4 separate regions of the Mus musculus genome follow, and regions 1, 2 and 3 are each linked to region 4. The links are chromatin contacts, called in public HiChIP or PLAC-seq and Micro-C maps. All regions are on one chromosome and are shown on one strand. The core of a region is the stretch at or near the end of the contact, and the rest is flanking DNA. Distances in the headings are between cores, read along the strand shown.

Region 1 (4,266 bases), core at 254-2,753, 480 kb after region 4:
TAGGCCATTTCTCCAAACACAAAGTAAGAGACTTTTCTAAGGACCAGGGTTTATCCTAGGTTCCTTGCTGACACCCCTTAAACAGAAACATCGATATAATTTCAAATGATGAAGTTGAGATTCCCTTGCTCAGGGCCACTGGGATCTGCATGCAGTCCAGGGGCCTGGGGTGTAGTTCAGTTGGTAGAGTGCAAACAAAAAGCCTTGGGTTTGGTCCTCAGCACAGCATAAACCAGGGTGGCAATCCCATAATTTGGGAGGTGGGGGCAGGAGGATCAGGACCAAAAGTCATCCCCAGGTGCAGAGCAAGTTCAAAGCCAGCTTGGGATACATGAGACCCTGTCCCCTACAAAACAAAACACACACAAATTCAATTCAGTCTAAACCTATACCTGGAGGTCTGGGCCTCTGTATAGAAGCATTTCCACATTTAAACTTCATAGAAACAGATCACCCCCCAGCCCCCCAATAATCCCAGGTGCCTTTCTCAGCTTGACCAATCAGTGGTTCCCAAGCTACTTGAAGTTCATCAAGTTCACAGGCTCTGAGTTAAAATTCTTTTCCCATTGAATTTTCATGTAACTGATAGCTAAGACTGCTGATCCAAGCACAGGATTAGATTGAAGTAGAATTAATGTTGATTCCAGAAGAGTCCTGCCAGATTTCTGCAGCACTTGAAACTCCCCAAAGGCTATATCAGTGCAATAAACTGTGTTCCTACTGCTGTTCTCTGTCTTTAGGCACAGGAGGATTGGGCCAGATCAGTGGAAATGCAGAGATCAGTTGGCAGCTCTGATTACCCCCACTCTCTGAGCAGAGGCCAAGGTGGGCCAGCACCTCCAGGTCCGAGAACGGGAAGTCCCACTGCCTGGAGTGTCAACAATACCGTCAGCACTCCCTGGGGAAATAAACCTTTATTTCAAGTATGAACTTGACTCAAAGTTATCTCGAGATAAGAGTTGTTCTGCAGCCAGCGGTGGGACTCTGAGAAAGTACTGTGGTAAGACTGAAACAGTTCTGCCCAGAACTTCAGAATTAAGAAGAACCAGGAAAACCAATACAACAAGAGTTCAAGGGTGTGGCAGCCTGGCATTGGGGCTGGTGTGCACTGACTCAGGGTTAGGGCCCTTCTTGTTTTCCTTCCAGTTTAACATTTTTTATTTATTTTGCAGCACTGGAAATTTGAATCCAGGGTTTTATCCACGTTAAGCAAGCACTTCACCCTGAGTGATATGCTAGCTCATTTCAAGAATAGAGTGTGATTGTCAATTAATTAGGCAGCAAAAAGCATTACCAGTATCCACGTTGTTTTGGAAAGAATACCAGGACCAGATTCCAAGGATCTGGGTTCAAATCCCATTTCTACCACTTCACTAAGGTCCTTCTGGCAGTATACAAAGTCTTCAAGTTTAATTGCTCCGATCTTTGAAATGGAGGGATTACTAAACCTGCCTCGGCCGCTGTAGAGAGAAACATGTGAGACTGTTTTCCCCAAAGCATCTAGCATTGGGTGTGACGCTACTCCGTGTTCAGTTAAAGCTGGCTGGGCTGTGTCTGAGTCCCAGTCACACTATTGGAATGCTACAAATTCTTTCGCTGCTCTAATCAAATAGTCACCTCTAGAGCTGGATGAGACTTCAGGAGACAAGAATTTATCGGGATGGATGCACTAAGTCCCCTATTATCAAAGGTTTACATCAGTAAAGACAGAGACTTTTTTTTCCTGTTGTGTTTTGTTTTGTTTTGTTTTGTTTTGTTTTGTTTTGTTGAGACAAGGTCTCCCTGTGTAGCCCCAGCTGTCCTGGAACCTGCTCTGTAGACGAAGCTGGCCTTGAGCTCAGAAATCTATCTGCCTCTGCCTCCTGAGTGCTGGGATTAAAAGCGTGCTCCACTGCCTCCTGTCAAGACAGACTTCTCTCAATCAAGTGTCTATTTTTCTTTGTCTACCATTATATTTATCTATCAGCCATCACTCCTCTACAAAGCCATCAGTAAAATGATAATGTCTGCGGGTGAACTTCTCTCTCTTTTTTTTAAAGATTTATTTATTATTATATGTAAGTACATCGTAGCTTTCAGACACACCAGAAGAGGGCGTCAGATCTCATTACAGATGGTTGTGAGCCACCATATGATTGCTGGGATTTGAACTCAGGACCTTTGGAAGAGCAGTCAGTGCTCTTAACCACTGAGCCATCTCTCCAGCTCAAACTTCTCTTTATTTGTGCTTGTCTTTTAGCTTTTTTTTTTTTCTTTTTCAGTCTGAAGTTATATCAAACTGAAAAAAAAAAAAAAAACCCAAATCTCTGCCGCACGCCAAGCACTGAACTAGGAACTTCACATGCTTTATCACATCATTTAAACTCACACTATTAAGAGAAAAACCCTACGGCTGTGCTAAGGGGAGAACACTGTAGAAATAACACAGTGGTGGATCTTACCTTTGCCCCTCCTCCTGCCCCCATGACTGTTCCAGGGGTGTTGAACCTGTTGATTCTACACTATGGGGACAGGGGTAACTGACACAGCTCCTAGCACAGCCTTTTAATGTTCTCTTCCAATCTGTCCAGCAGTAAACTGGTGGCTGGGCGTATCAATGATCAGACCTAAAATATCAGAGATCACACATATGCAGCACAGAGAGGGGAAAACAGTGCCCTCCGATCAGGAGACTTTGGTTGCCTGTGCCCTTAGAAGCTGTGCAACCTAGGGCGAGTGACCCCGGCTCACTGGCTGTCTGCTCATATTTAAACGACACAACTGGAAGAGCAGGACCTGGTTCTTTTCTCATCTCCACCATTCCAGTTATATACAATTGCTGGGTTGTTTACAGTCTTCCAAATTGCAAGAACGAAATAATACATCCTAAAACTTTTTAACTGGCATTCCCCTATGCTGCACAGGAGAATACTGTACACATTTGCTTGTGGAAGAGTATGGTGTATGTGTTTGTGTGAAGGCCAGAAGTCAGCATTAGGTGCCTCTATTATCTCCACATCACCATCATCACCATCATCATGTATTATTATTATTTGATATGCTCTCTTACTGAACCTTGATCTGGCCAATTTGGCTAAATTGGATGGCCACGGGGGTTGGGATCTTTCTGTCTGTCCCTTAGCACTGGGGTTGGGTTAGGGACATGTACCAGTGCCCAGTTTACATGATCTAAATTCAGGTTCTTATACTTTTGCGCTAGGTGCGTCACCAGCTGAAACATCTCTCATCCCCCTAAATTTTTAAGAAGATAAATCTCTAAGTGTCTTTCAAGAAGCTGTCAGAGAAAGGAGTGGCTTTCTCTCAAATTTGAGAGGCTAATTTCTTCTAGAAGTCTCTAGCTCTCTCAGAGTTTCCTGGTAGCAAGCTAGCACCCAGAGCAAGGAGCTGGAGAGACCCCCTTCCCTTTAATATGCCTCTCAACTCAAGGCAGATATGCCAACTCAAATCCTGTTGCACTCACTTCTTGGCAATTATTACTTAGCAAACATTTCTTTTGGCTCTTGCTGCCCTAAGCCCTCAGGACAGAACTATGCCAGCACCAGTTACACCTGGACCTCCCAACAGAAATGGCAACAGTGGCCCATAGCTCACAGATCGCTTCCTGGGCTTGGGGATCCTGCCCGACAGGATGTAGGGGTGACTGCTCAGCTTAATGACTCTGAGGACAGGGAGGGCTCCTGACGGCAACTCTGTTCTTCTGCCAATCTCTGGCAAGTACCTCCTAGCTTTTCTGTCCTTGACTAACACACACACACGACGACGTCTCCTGCCAAACTGCAGGTGGACACACTTAGGATAGCAAAGAGATTCAGGTGTTACCATTTCCTTGGCTGGGGAAGAATCTCGAGGCTAAGAGTTCTCAATAGACTGAAGAAAGGAACGGAGCACAAGGGCACATTACTGGATGTCAGCACCCTGGAGGCTGAAGATGGATTATGAGTTCAAGGCCAGCCTAGACTACATAGTAAGACCATGTTTCAAAAAGAGGAGGGAATAATAGTTTAGCCAGAGCTGGTACTCAATACCAGAATACACATATAACCTCCAGGGAATTTGATGAAGAAACTCTTAAGCGAGGAGCAGCTGTGCAGTGGTCGGCAGTACATACTAATGAGATTAGCAACTGCCTTGGGTCATGGTAGGATGGGGCTGAGATGCAGACAATCCTCTCTCCTCCTTCAATGAAGCAGAGGCAAATCAAATCCTAGGAGTCCTGGCGATGGAAACTCTTCAATGGACACTCTTGTTCACACCGGCAAGTCCGGC
Region 2 (4,112 bases), core at 24-2,523, 280 kb before region 4:
AGCGCACTAGAGGCGGGGACCTTGCCACACTGAGTAGCCATGTAAGCCCTTGTCCCTACAGACCCCAAGGGAATCCTCTAGTCTTCACTGCAGCCTTCCACTGCTCTCTTTGAGCTGCATCAAAAAAGGGTGGGGCTCTGAGCCGCAGCTGCAATCGGATGCCGCCCGGGAGGATTTAAGAACAGCACAGTGGTCCACCCCAATCGCCACTCGACGCCTCCAGCCCGGGGATCAGCTGGTCCCTGACGCGGGTTCCCCACCTCCCAGGGACAAGGAGGCTAGGGCAGCCTTTGTGGGAGCTCAAACGCCCACTGGCGAACCCGTGCCTCGCCGCACCCTGCGCGGTGAAGGGGTGGGCAGGGCGCGGTGCGCGTGCAGATGCGGGAGGCAGAGCTCTTGGTGCCGCGTGCTGGCTGGTGCTGGCTGCCACGCGGGGATGCTCGGTCCTCCGCGACAAGCCAGGGGGCAGCCCCGCGCTCCGATCCCACCCTCCACCCCCATACCAACCTGATCATAGATGTTCTGCAGGGCTTCCTTGCCCGAGGCCCGCCGGATCTCCACCTTCCGGCTCGATTCAACAGATGGCTCCCCACTGGCACGCCGGCTCTGCCGGTGCGGGTCGGGGCCCAAGTGGGCGACATCGCGCTGCTGAGCCACCACTTGCCCCGAGCCCCGGCCCACTGAAAGCGAGTCGAAGTCGATGGTCTTGTTCTCCGAGGACCCTTCCACAGGGCAGAACATGCCGCAGAATTTCTGCCGCGGCTTGGGACTGCCGGAGCCCAGGTTTTTAAAAAAGGCAGGGACCTCTTCGTCCTCTGCTGCCTTTCCAGATTGCTTTCTCTCGGCCATGGCTCAGGGGGCGCTGGGGAAGGTCCTGTCTGTTCGTCCGTCCGTCCGTGGTTTCCTAAGTCTCCCTAGCTGGGTGTGCACTAGCCTCTTGCTGCCGCCGCGGCTGCCTCTCCCTGCCTACCGCAAGGTGCACAGAAAGGATGGAGAGCTGGCGAACCGGCGACCCACCCCTCGCGGTCCCTCCTCCTGACCCCGCTTTCTCCCTCCCTGCCCACGCCCCCCGGCGCCGCCACGCCACCTCCGAGCAAAGTTGGATCTGAGCGGGCGGTCGCTGCGGCAGAGGATGCCAGTTCCCGGCAACGCGGGGCGGGGCGGAGTGGGGCGGGGCAGGAGGAACGCAGGATCAGGAGGGAGGGGACAAGGAGGGAGAGGACCCAGAAGGAGGAGACGGAGAAGGGAGGGTACGAGGGGGTGGGGGGCGCCCGGAGCCTGCGCCCCGGAAGTAAAGCGGACACTCCACCCGCTAATGGACGCGCGGCAGCCGCCCGACAGACCTCTCTCGGCGCCAGGGTGAGTGTCGGATAGCTATAGCCGGGCAAGGACCCGAAGGCTCAGACCCTAGTCCAGAGCCCCTCTCCCCGACCTGCCTCACTGCATTGCTAAGGTGGCCCTGGGGCTCCCCTGGCCTCGGGTGAGAGCTGAGGGTTGAGGGAGCCAAGGTTCAAGCCTGAAGGCTCTTGGAAACTGGGCAGGGGTGACCCTGGAAACAGCAAAGTCTACTCCGGGATAACCAAGTATCCGGCACCAATGCTTCAGTTTACCCACGACCTGGGCGCCAGGGCGCGCACTGCAAGGAGCAGAAGGAAAGGAGAATGTTCTCCCTGCTTGCAGCCCCTGTGGTTGGGAGGTGGGGCTCACAACATGGCGGGGGCGAAAAAGCAGAGGAGCATAGCAAATGCAAGCGGTGACCGGGGGAGAAAGCAGCAAGCCTGCGGTGCGGGGGGGGGGGGGGGGGGCATAGTAAAGAATGCAGACTGAGGATTGCGCTTCAGCATAGAAACTGGGGACCCGTAACATCATCTGAAAAGGCCATGCCCTGCACATCAGCCATTGCCTCAGAAAAGGCTCAGAAGAGTCCTGGATTTGATATCTCCAATCCCTCAAAACACACACACACACACACACACACACACACACACACACACACACACACCCAAAACGGAAAATGGTTGGGGACTAAGCAGACTGAAGCACACTCATCTTGCTTTCAAGTCGCCCCGCCTAGCTTCCCCGCCCCTGTTGCACGCTGCGCAGGAGGCCCGGGAGTTTGCCAGATGTTCCTTCTCTAGGGCCGCAGCGGTTTGCATGGAGGGTAGAGGTAGATTGCTGTTCAGGGGAGGGTTACATGCTGTGTGAGTTGTGGGCAGCCAAAGTGTGGGGATTTGGAGTGTGTGCGCGCGTGCACACGGTTCAGCCACGACCGCCAGGTTCGAGGCTTTTCCTTGCTTAGTCCCACCTCCTGGTCCTGGCTTGGTTGCATTTAAGCCCCTCCTGTTTTTCCAGAGTGGCTGAAAGCTGCAAAAGTGTTGCCCATCCTTTAGGGGTTCTGGAGCGAGATCTGAGCATGCTCACTAAGATGGATGGGTTTGGTCTAGGAGAGGCAGTTTACTGCAGCGTGTTCTCACAGGGCGTTGTGACCAAGAAATCAGTCCCATTGTCAGCCTTTGCTTAGGTAACGATTGCTTGCAGATATCAACGCCCCCAGTTGCCCGAGATAGCTTGATTGATGGAGTCATAATTTGTGCGCACACACACACAATCCTGTAGGAGCCGAAAGGAGGGCCTATGGACCTTAGCACCAGAAATGCTTGGAATTTTCTTATAAAGTGTCCATTGGAATTGTCAATGCCACACTAAAGCCCTGAGGTCTTTCATCCTCCCTGCCTTCCAAGTTAGGACACCAGTTTATGAGTCATTACGCCTAAAGTCATGTGTCTAGTTGTCCAGGCCTTTGCCCCAAGAGCCTGGTTCCTTCAACAGGTTATCCTATAGGCCTCTTTAGTGAGAAAAGTACAAAATCCTTGCATTCTTCCATACCCAAGCATTTCCCTGGTGGTTCTTTTGTACATCAAGGGTGTTTCATTTACAGTCTTAAAATCTTTTTTGGTTAACCTTCATTTATGTATATGGATGTTTTGCTTGAATGTTTGTACATGCACTGTGTACAGGCCTGGGGCCATTGGCGGCCAGACAAAAGTGCCAGATTCCCCTGGAATTGAAGTTACAGAGTAAGCCAACTTGTGGGTGCTAGTAACCAAACCTGTGCATTTCACCACTAAGCAATCCCTCCAGATGTGTGAGGCCTTAGTTAATTGAAGAGCAACCCTTGTAGGTATGGTTACCATTGGGTTAAAGGTCTCAAAGGCTAGCAGATTTCAGCATGACAATTTTTCTGTGAATCTGGACATTTGGTGTTTTTTGTTCATTTGTTTGTATTTGTCTTTTTTGTTTGTTCGTTCGTTTTCTGTTTGTTTCGGTTTTTCAAGAGAGGGTTTCTCCGTGTGACAGCTCTGGCTGTCCTAGAACATACTCTGTAGACCAGGCTGGCCTGGAACTCAGAGTTCTGCCTGCCTCTGCTTCCCAAGTGCTAGGATTACAGGCATGCGCCACCACTACCCAGCATGTCGCTTGTGTTTGTTTTTGCTCTTTCTGAGACAAGGTCCTGTTTGTAAGCCCAGGCTGACCTCAAACTCCCGATGTAGCCAAGGGAGTTAAACTCCTGGCTCACTTACCTTCACCACTTAAGTGCTGGGGTAATGGGTATGTGCCACGGCGCCTGGCTTATGCAGTGCTTGGGATCTAACTCAAGGCTTTGTACATAGTGACAGCACTCTGCCAACTAGGCTACAGTCCTAGCCCCTCCAGAGCTCTTCACATCTCATTCCTCGAAACAACTCCAAGCAGAGGAAGTTCACTCCCATATTTTACAAGGGAATCTCAGGCCTAGATTGGTCTGAAGTTCCGGGCTCCCATGCTGCCAAGCACAGGGTGAGACAGCATCTTGCTCTCCTGGTTCTGACACAGTGGAACAGCCTTCAACACCTTCCAGGAAGACCGGATCTGCTCCTGCTGCTGCCATAGTTAAGACCAGCATCTGTGGCATACAACCTCCTTCAGAGTGATGGGAGATGTTCAAACCAAGGAGGAAGTGGATATAGCACCCTAACACACCCTCTACAAGTCTCTGAGAGGCACAGTCAGGCACCAAATTACAACATTTCAGTTGACATAACACATGTGCCCTATAAGAATGCATGGTCTAG
Region 3 (3,762 bases), core at 26-2,525, 400 kb before region 4:
AGAGAAAATTTCAGGGCAGCACAGAAAAATCCTGTCTCGTAAGAAGCAAACAAACCAAAAAGAACATTTGATTCTTCTTCAGAGGACCTGGGTTTGGTTCCCAACCTCAAAATTGCAGCTCACAACCGCCTTACCTTCAGTGCAGGGGAACTGACTCCCTCTTCTGGCAGCCACAGGCATTACATGCAGGCAAAAAAAAAAAGATTCATATTTATAAAATAACTCTTCAAAACATAAAATGTAAAAAAAAAAAATTTTAATTAAATAGCACTATGTTGTAAACATTAATCCATAAGATTATGTATACAATGGAACTTATAATAACATTAAAATATGAGATATGGATAAATCTGAAAGGACATTTACTATTAGTGCATTAAAATGTACATGCTCCACTCTCTTAAGACAAAAAACCCTTACCTACCCTCATTTCAAAATCATACTGTTCAAAGAAATGAGACACAGTAATTTACTTAAAAAAAAAAAACAAAAAAAAACCAAAACAAACAAACTTCCTCAGCTAGGTGACCAAGAAAAAAAATTAAATACATTACGAGACAAAAGAGACGGCTCATTGGTTAATCATTTGCCACACAAGCGTGAAGACCCAGTGCAGCTCAAAAGAACCGGAAAAATACTGGGAGGGAAGAGGAGGAAGGAGAGGGGTGGGGAAAAAGAATAAGGAGGGAGAGGGGGAAGAGAGGAGACAGAGGAAGAGAAGGGGGATACTAAGGAGGAAGACTGAGAAAGGAGGAGAGGGAGGGGAGACTGGGAAGGGGAGGGGAAGGGGACGGGGGGGGGGAAGGAGGGGAGAGGAAGGTGGGAGAGAGGGAAGGAAGGAGGGGAGAGAGAATATGTGGCCACAGGACATCACCAGTTCTTAACCATTTTTGCCACTTAACAATTTTTTTAACCATATATTTTTGATCATGTTGTTCCCTTTCTTGGCTCCATCCCAATCCCCCCTTCCCACCTACATTTAAATTCTTAGTAGCATTGCATGCATCCTGTTAAGAGAACAAGTTGAGACTCTGAGCCAAACGGCTTGATGCATTCGATGACTTCTTAGCTGTACAACCCAGTTCTGGATCAAACAAGGTCCCTGAACGCCAGTTTTTTGTTTTGTTTTGTTGGTGGTGGTGGTTTGTTTTGTTTGTTTGTTTGTTTGTTTGATCCCACAGCTAGGAGCTGCTGGCCCCAGAGCAGCGGAAATCTCATGCGCGCTGGCTGTCTTCCTCTCAGGCTCGTGCAATGCCGCCATCTACAGGCAAATGGCACACACTGCACAGCCAAGGGCCATTCGTTCTGAATTCCCTAATCAACACCTCTCACTTCTGTCCACCAGGTCTCTGTGAAAGTGAAATTAAAGGCACCAGGCAAAGGGCTGTTGTTCTCCGGATGACCTTGAGGGCTAAGATGCTCATTCTGGAAACCCGGGAAGTGCCAGTATTTCTGTTTTTCGATAGCACACTGTTTTATAAGGTAAACCCCTGGACACTTAGCACCTGTTAGTGGAAGAAACTGTTAAGTGCTTTCGGGCAAGGAATAAAACGTGTTTCTGTCCTCAAGGATCTGATAGTCACATATAAAATAGAATGAGATCATGTGACTGCTAAACACCCACTAGACCTGGAGAGCAAAGGCTAATGATATCCCCTGGAAACTTCCTATGTCTGGCATGCGTCCTGGAACATTTTATAAGCCAACTCATCTGGACCTCACATGGCCGCCGCCCTTCAGAAGGCAAAGCTGAGAGCTTCCGTGAGCATCCTGCACCCTCAGCTCAGAGCTAGGCTAGCAGTGAGCAAGAACATAGACCGGTTTTTGCTACAAAGCATTGACTCCTCATCAGGTAACCAAATGCGGGGTGCAATCCAGTGTCTGACTCCTCTACTCTCGGGCTACCTGTATAGCTCTGCACATGGATATGTCAATCACTTAAGGACTGTCTGTCTAGCCTCACTTCACCCCCCTTCCAGTCTGAAAACAGGGGTCAGTTATTATCCTAAACGTTCAGTCACCTTGAACCTCTCAGGACAGACTGCTCCTTACAACTTCCCAGAGAACAACCATCAAGTAGAGCAAGCCTGCATCCTGAAATAAACATCTCCTAAGAGCCAGACTGATCCCCCTACGTGATGATAAATATCAGGACTCCTTTCAACCATTCTGAAGAACCTGAACTGGAACAGTGGCCAGGCAGACAATGCATGACGGTGACCATACACACCTCTTGCCCCTTCCCCCAATTCTTCTTCTAAGTTTAAACCTCAAGAACCTTCATGAGAGACTTGGGGCAACGCTGAACTTCTAGATGCGTTCCTCTTCCCACAGTGACCACAGCAATAGATCTCCTAACCTGGCTTCTTCCATTACACATCTCTTTCACTGGCATAGTATAGCGAGTGGCCCACTCTAGCCTCTTGGGTTTGCACATCCATGCACTGCCACAGAGCCCATGCCCATCCACACTGTCTCCGTTAGGGTTTCCATTGTTGTGATTGACACCAGGACCAAGGGAACTCTTATAAAGGACAGCGTTTAATTGGGGCTGGCTTACAGGTTCAGTCCAGTATCATCAAGGCAGGAACATGACAGCATCCAGGCAGGCATGGTGCAGGAGGAACTGAGAGTTCTACATCTTCATCTGAAGGCTGCTTGGGGAAGACTAGAAGCTAGAAGAAGTGTCTCAGAGCCCACCCCTACAGTGACACTTTCTCAAACAAGGCCACACTTACTCCAATAAGGCCATGACTCCTAATAATATCACTCAAACAATGACACACAGTGACTTTAGCAAAAAAAAAAAAAATGTCCAAGGCGGAACCCATGCATTTCAAACTTTGTCATTTACTGGGAACATAAGACTCGAGTTAGAGAAATGGCTCAGCAGTTACTAGTCTTCATTGCCTTTATAGAAAGCCTGGATTCAGCTGCCAGCACCCACATTGAGTGGCTTATAGCCACTTGTAATTTCAATGCTGACATCATCTTCTGACCTCTCTGGGCACCAGCACACATGGAGTGTTTATACATACATGCAGGCACTCACACATACACATAAAATAAAAATATTTTTTAAAAAGCTTTTGGAAGGCTTGACTCTTATTTAGGCTGTTTCCAAACCCATATTTAGAGATCACACTACCTGCCTTTCTTCGCCATGTTGACATTATTAGTACTCATGTAATCATTAGCTACAACTGATGGTAGCAGATACAGAGACCCAAAGCCAAACACTAGGCAAAGCCAAGGGAACTCCACAGAAGGGGAGGGAGGAAGGATTGTAGAAGCCAGAGGGGCCAAGGACACTAGGAGAACACAGTCCACAGAGTCAACTAAGCAGGACTCATAGAGGCTCACAGAGACTGAAGCCACAACCACAGAGCCTGCCTGGATCTGAGCTAGGCCCTCTACATGCATGTATAGTTCGGTGTCCTTGGAGGACTCCTAACAGTGTGAGCAGGGTGCCTCTGACTATTGCCTGGTCTTGGGACCCTTTTCTTTCTATTGGTTTATCTTGCCCAGTCTTGACATGAGGGTTTGTGTCTGGTCTTATTGTAACTTGTTACACCATGTTTGGTTGATATCCCTAGGAGGAGGCTTGCTCTTTCTTTTTTTAAAGAAACAGAGGAGGGGGGGTGGATCTGGGGGTGGGGAAAGTCAGGGGAGGCTGGGAGGAGAGGAGGGAGGGGAAATTTTGGTCGGGATGTAGTATATAGGAGAAAATGATCATTAGCCACTAAGACAAATGGAGGAATA
Region 4 (4,078 bases), core at 1,072-3,571:
GTTACTCTTATTTATTTTTTTAAATATAAAGGCTAGAGAGGGGATATATCTTGTCACTTATGAGCACTTCCTGTAGAGATTCAAGTTGTCAGGACCCTTGTTGGTAGCTCACAGCCACCTGTAACTCCAGTGCCCTCTCTGCTCTGCACAGGCACATACACTGCATATTACAAACACAGAGACAGGCTCAACCATCTGTAACTCCAGTGCCCTCTTCTGGTCCGCACGGGCACCTACACTACATAAGACACATACACAGTCATGCACATTTACATAAACAAAAAGACACCGTTAAAAAGAAATTTTAAAACAGGAAGGGAAGTGGACTTGACTATCTACAGTTTGGTATCTTTGGGGATCATGGATTCAGCTATCAAGGAACAACTATGCAGCAGACCCCGTTTTAAATGCCTCACAAGGGTTTAGTTCACAACTTCTTTGTCACCTTTGACCTCTTTCCTAAATGAGACTTTTAAATGCATGAACAGTAATAGAATTACGGAAGGAAGCCATACAGAAGAGGCGGTTTAAGCATGAGTCACACTGGTCACATATTTACTTTGTTATCAGCACGTTAAATTACCAGATGTCATAGCCCGTGTAGTGCACACTATATTTAAAGTAATGGTTGCGCGCCTACCAGTTAGGACATCTGCAGCAGCTGTAAGTGCTTCTGAAGCATCATCAGAGGACTGCTAAGACTGTTGGGGTTGAACTACTTCTATTTCTGCCTAGATACATAAAGGAAGATGCTGTGGTCGAGCAGGGCATGCAGAGATGAAGATACCACTTCAAGTTCACATAGTTCCTTTTCGTTACTAACGGCTTGCTCCTAAGCTCCCCACTCTCTATTCCTTCCCTCACAGAAACCCCTCTCACACGCAGACATTGGGCACAAAACAGACAAGAAAGAGGTTGGGAGGATGGAAGAGAGAGGAGTTGCCTGGATTGCTTTATGTCAACTTATAGAAGCTTAAGGTATCTGAGAGGAAGGAACCTCGATTGAGAAAATGCCTCCATACAATCAGGCTGTGCCCAAGACTGGAAGACATTTTCATAATTAGAGTTTCATAGGGGAGGGCCTGGACCCTTGTGGGTGGTGCCACCTCTCAGCTGGAGCTCCTGAGTGCTAGAAAAAAGCAAGCTGAGCAAGCCATGAGGAGCAAGCCAGCAAGCAGCACTCCTCCATGACCTCTGCATCAGCTCCTGCCCCCAGGTTCCTGCCCTGTTTGATTTTCTACTCTGACTTCCTTCCATGAACAGTGCAGGAGAAGTGCAAGCCAGGTAAACTCTTTCCTCCCCACATTGTTTTTGGTTGTGGTGTTTGATCGCAGCAATGATAACCCTAACTAGGACAAGAACAATCTGTTGTTCTTGTCCTCACCGGTTTTGGGTTTCATGCAAACAGTAACATTCCATGTACCTGACAGTGGATGGTGGCTGTTTTTAGACTCCCACATCCAGACTCATGGTGTCTGCCCAGACACAGCAGCACCGCTGGGCACTGTCCTCTTGGCTGCCACAAAAAGGTATCAAAGGTTTGGCGGTTTAAAATAGCTGAAGTGTGGGGCTGTGGAGATGGCTCAGTGGATAAAGCGATTGCCTATAACCTCATCACTGGTGGGAGGCAGAGACAGAGAATCCCCGGAGCAAGCTGAGTGGCCAGACTAGCTGAAGCACTGAGCTCCAGGGTCAGTTGCAGTATGTGGACCTGGGTTTGGATGCTAGCACACATATGGCAATTCACAACCTTCTAATTCCAGTTCCAGGGATCCGACACCCTTTTCTGGCCTGTGCAGGCACTGCATGCATGTCAACCACATGCAGGCAGGCAAAGCACTCATACCCAGGACCAGCTAGCTGTCTTACCTTCCTGCTGCTGTGCCTTCCCCACCGTGCTTGACACATCCCGGCTCCCCCGCCCCCCTTTAAACTGTGAACCAAATTAGGTTGCCTTTGTAAGGGATTTGCTGAGAGTGGTTCTGCTGCATTCCAGGCAGGTGACTTGAGCCTCCTATTTCCTTATCTGTAAAATGGGCATAACAAGGGCACCTGCCTGGCCAGGTGTGGCCTGGATCGAGTGAGATGCTGTAAAAGCGTGTGTGGGTGGATGGGTGGTGGTGAAGATGATGTTGATGATGTTGGTGGTGTAGTTGCCCTGGTTATTAGTCCAGAGGACTCACCATTGCATTGATTACAGTACAGAAAGGGCTCAGCTTGCAAGGACTAACCAGACTTGGCTCTTGCAGGCCAGAATCTAGTATATGGCACGGAGATGCCTGGCAGCTGCCAGGAGTCCAGAAAGTAGAGTTCTGCAACTGCTGGGAGGGATGGTTGAACGGTTCACCAAACAACACTGGCATCAGGTAGCCTTTTGCCCCCACCTCCAAAGAGGTAGAAAAGGTGACAATAGAGGTTTTCCATTCCGTTTTTTGTGCCTGCGATGTGCGCACAGAGCCTCAGGAGGTAAACAATCCACCTCCACCAGCTTATCTACCAACTACGTTTTTTTCCAACAGTGCCAGCTTTAGAATCACAACTGCAACCAGGACCCTCTAGCATCCTGTGGAAGTCACTACCTCCCAAGCCCTTAAACCTTTGAAATGGCTTGTTTAAACGCGTCGACATCCTTCGGGTGCCTGCCTCCAGGAAGGAGGGAGAAGGCTGTGCAGTGATTGGCTAGGAAGTGGGCGGAGCCACTGCGTGACTGCTTGTGTTCCACCTCCTGTAGAAGTCCTGGCTGTCCGCAGGGAGGAGGAGGGGACTAGGGCAGCTCCACTGGGCGTGTTGCCTAGGGACACTTAGAAGATTGCAAGAGATTTTAATTTCTTGCTTAAGAGTCAGGGTCAGAGTCCCGTCTTATCTTAGTGGTTTCTGTCTGAACCTTCCAATGCCATCGCCCTACCTGTAATAGGTCGATAAAGTTAAATGGGAAAAAAAAAGAATTAGCTAATTATTTAATAAATGAAGCTGTTGCTTGCAGGTCACAGTCGACGATCCTGCTGTGTCATCCGTGGAGGGCTGAGTCAGCCCTGCCTCAAACCTGAACCCAGTGGACCGGGATCTGTACGAGGCTCTCTAGCTCCACCGTCTGGCAGGGGAGCGCAATGAGCTTTGCGACCGTGAAACCGAGACACTGTTAAGGATAAAAACAGGACTAAACCTCACCGAGTAGTTCATGTGTCCCTTTCCCTTTAACTCTCTATCCTCCAGCTAGATCCGTTTACCGGAGATCTGGGTTTCTGCTGATTGCTTTACAGAGCCCTCTGCCCCCGTGCTCCCCCAGGACTTCAGGCACGCCCTTGGCCAGAACCCAGGCGCCGCCTAGGCTCTCTCTTCACTTCCTGCCTCCTAACTCTCAAGAGGGGCGGAGCTGCTTTCTAGAAGGCAATTTGAACCTGGGCTTTTTTTTTTTTTTTTTTTTTTTTTTTTTTTTTGGTCATCACAATAAAGGGGAGCCTTACTGGCATTTAGTGGCGCTGACCCGCCATGCTGGACATCTAGTAGGATAGTTCATATTGTCTTAGGAGGTTTTTCAGATATCCTGCTGGACATTTGTGTAGGTGAATGCCATGCATTAACTCTCAGAGCTAGGACCAGGTCTATTCCATTTATAAACATAAAGGACTTTCTGTAAGACCCTCCTTTCTCTCTCCCACCGTCCTTTACTTCATTTCTTGCTACCATTCCCACCCCGTTCTTATTTTCTGCGACAGACTCTTGCTTTGTATAGTCCAGAGCTAGGACCAGCTCCATTTTATTTACAAACAAGTTTTTTGAAGGTCCTTCCTTCCTTCCTTCCTTCCTTCCTTCCTTCCTTCCTCCCTCCCTCCCTCCCTCCCTCCCCCTCTCTCCCTTCCTCTTTCCCTCCCTCCCTTCCTCTTTCCCTCCCTCCCTTCCTCTTTCCCTCCCTCCTTTCTTTCCTTCTTTCCTTCCTTCCCTTATTCTTTCTATGGAGCCCATGCTGACCTGAAACATGTAATCCTCCTGCCTCCGTTTCTTCCCAAGAACTGGAACTGCACTTATCACCGTAGCCAGATGAAGCTTTTATTACAACAAAATCTATACAATATTCCAG

Evidence for each region. Hi-C and Micro-C count contacts between places; a contact is called where the count stands out from the background. HiChIP or PLAC-seq counts read pairs in DNA pulled down with a chosen protein or histone mark.
Region 1: an H3K27ac HiChIP or PLAC-seq map of trophoblast stem cells shows a contact between it and region 4, with 10 times the contacts expected there. The contact joins two enhancer-like sites. A contact is called at or near these places in 1 of 15 datasets of contacts at CTCF or cohesin (the NIH/3T3 cell line), 5 of 115 datasets of contacts at active chromatin or transcription factors (the NIH/3T3 cell line, embryonic basal ganglia, fibro-adipogenic progenitors and 2 more) and 1 of 9 other capture datasets (embryonic stem cells).
Region 2: a Micro-C map of embryonic stem cells shows a contact between it and region 4, with 4 times the contacts expected there. The contact joins the promoter of Pnma2 here to the enhancer-like site in region 4. A contact is called at or near these places in 3 of 39 promoter capture datasets (embryonic stem cells, hippocampal neurons and macrophages), 1 of 15 datasets of contacts at CTCF or cohesin (embryonic stem cells), 7 of 484 Hi-C or Micro-C datasets (the N1E-115 cell line, cerebral cortex, cortical neurons and 1 more), 3 of 115 datasets of contacts at active chromatin or transcription factors (the NIH/3T3 cell line, embryonic stem cells and forebrain) and 1 of 9 other capture datasets (pancreatic islet).
Region 3: an H3K4me3 HiChIP or PLAC-seq map of bone marrow-derived macrophages shows a contact between it and region 4, with 4 times the contacts expected there. The contact joins two enhancer-like sites. A contact is called at or near these places in 1 of 39 promoter capture datasets (pre-B cells), 1 of 15 datasets of contacts at CTCF or cohesin (embryonic stem cells), 15 of 484 Hi-C or Micro-C datasets (Th1 cells, cerebellum, cerebral cortex and 9 more) and 2 of 115 datasets of contacts at active chromatin or transcription factors (the NIH/3T3 cell line and bone marrow-derived macrophages).

What each region holds. Positions count from the first base shown.
Region 1 is chr14:67,662,773-67,667,038 of GRCm38.p6, forward strand. No RefSeq gene overlaps it. Among named protein-coding and RNA genes, the nearest start is that of Cdca2, 51 kb to the right of the region's middle. Within about 2 kb of position 1,504, at least 26 of the 459 cell types and tissues checked have an H3K27ac peak or open chromatin away from gene starts, as enhancers often do. A contact at or near this core is called in trophoblast stem cells, where this site is marked.
Region 2 is chr14:66,909,935-66,914,046 of GRCm38.p6, forward strand. Pnma2 (paraneoplastic antigen MA2) reads left to right here and starts at 1,274. Exons shown (of 3, transcript NM_175498.4): 1 at 1,274-1,359. Dpysl2 (dihydropyrimidinase-like 2) reads right to left here and starts at 1,107. Exons shown (of 14, transcript NM_001378767.1): 1 at 508-1,107. The coding sequence starts at 849.
Region 3 is chr14:66,790,701-66,794,462 of GRCm38.p6, forward strand. No RefSeq gene overlaps it. Among named protein-coding and RNA genes, the nearest start is that of Gm5464, 76 kb to the right of the region's middle. Within about 2 kb of position 1,276, at least 12 of the 459 cell types and tissues checked have an H3K27ac peak or open chromatin away from gene starts, as enhancers often do. A contact at or near this core is called in bone marrow-derived macrophages, where this site is marked.
Region 4 is chr14:67,185,815-67,189,892 of GRCm38.p6, forward strand. It overlaps Gm30438 (a long non-coding RNA gene), which reads left to right. Exons shown (of 8, transcript XR_874742.2): 8 at 2,984-3,398. Among named protein-coding and RNA genes, the nearest start is that of Gm30806, 14 kb to the right of the region's middle. Within about 2 kb of position 2,322, at least 261 of the 459 cell types and tissues checked have an H3K27ac peak or open chromatin away from gene starts, as enhancers often do. A contact at or near this core is called in the N1E-115 cell line, the NIH/3T3 cell line, bone marrow-derived macrophages and 7 more, where this site is marked.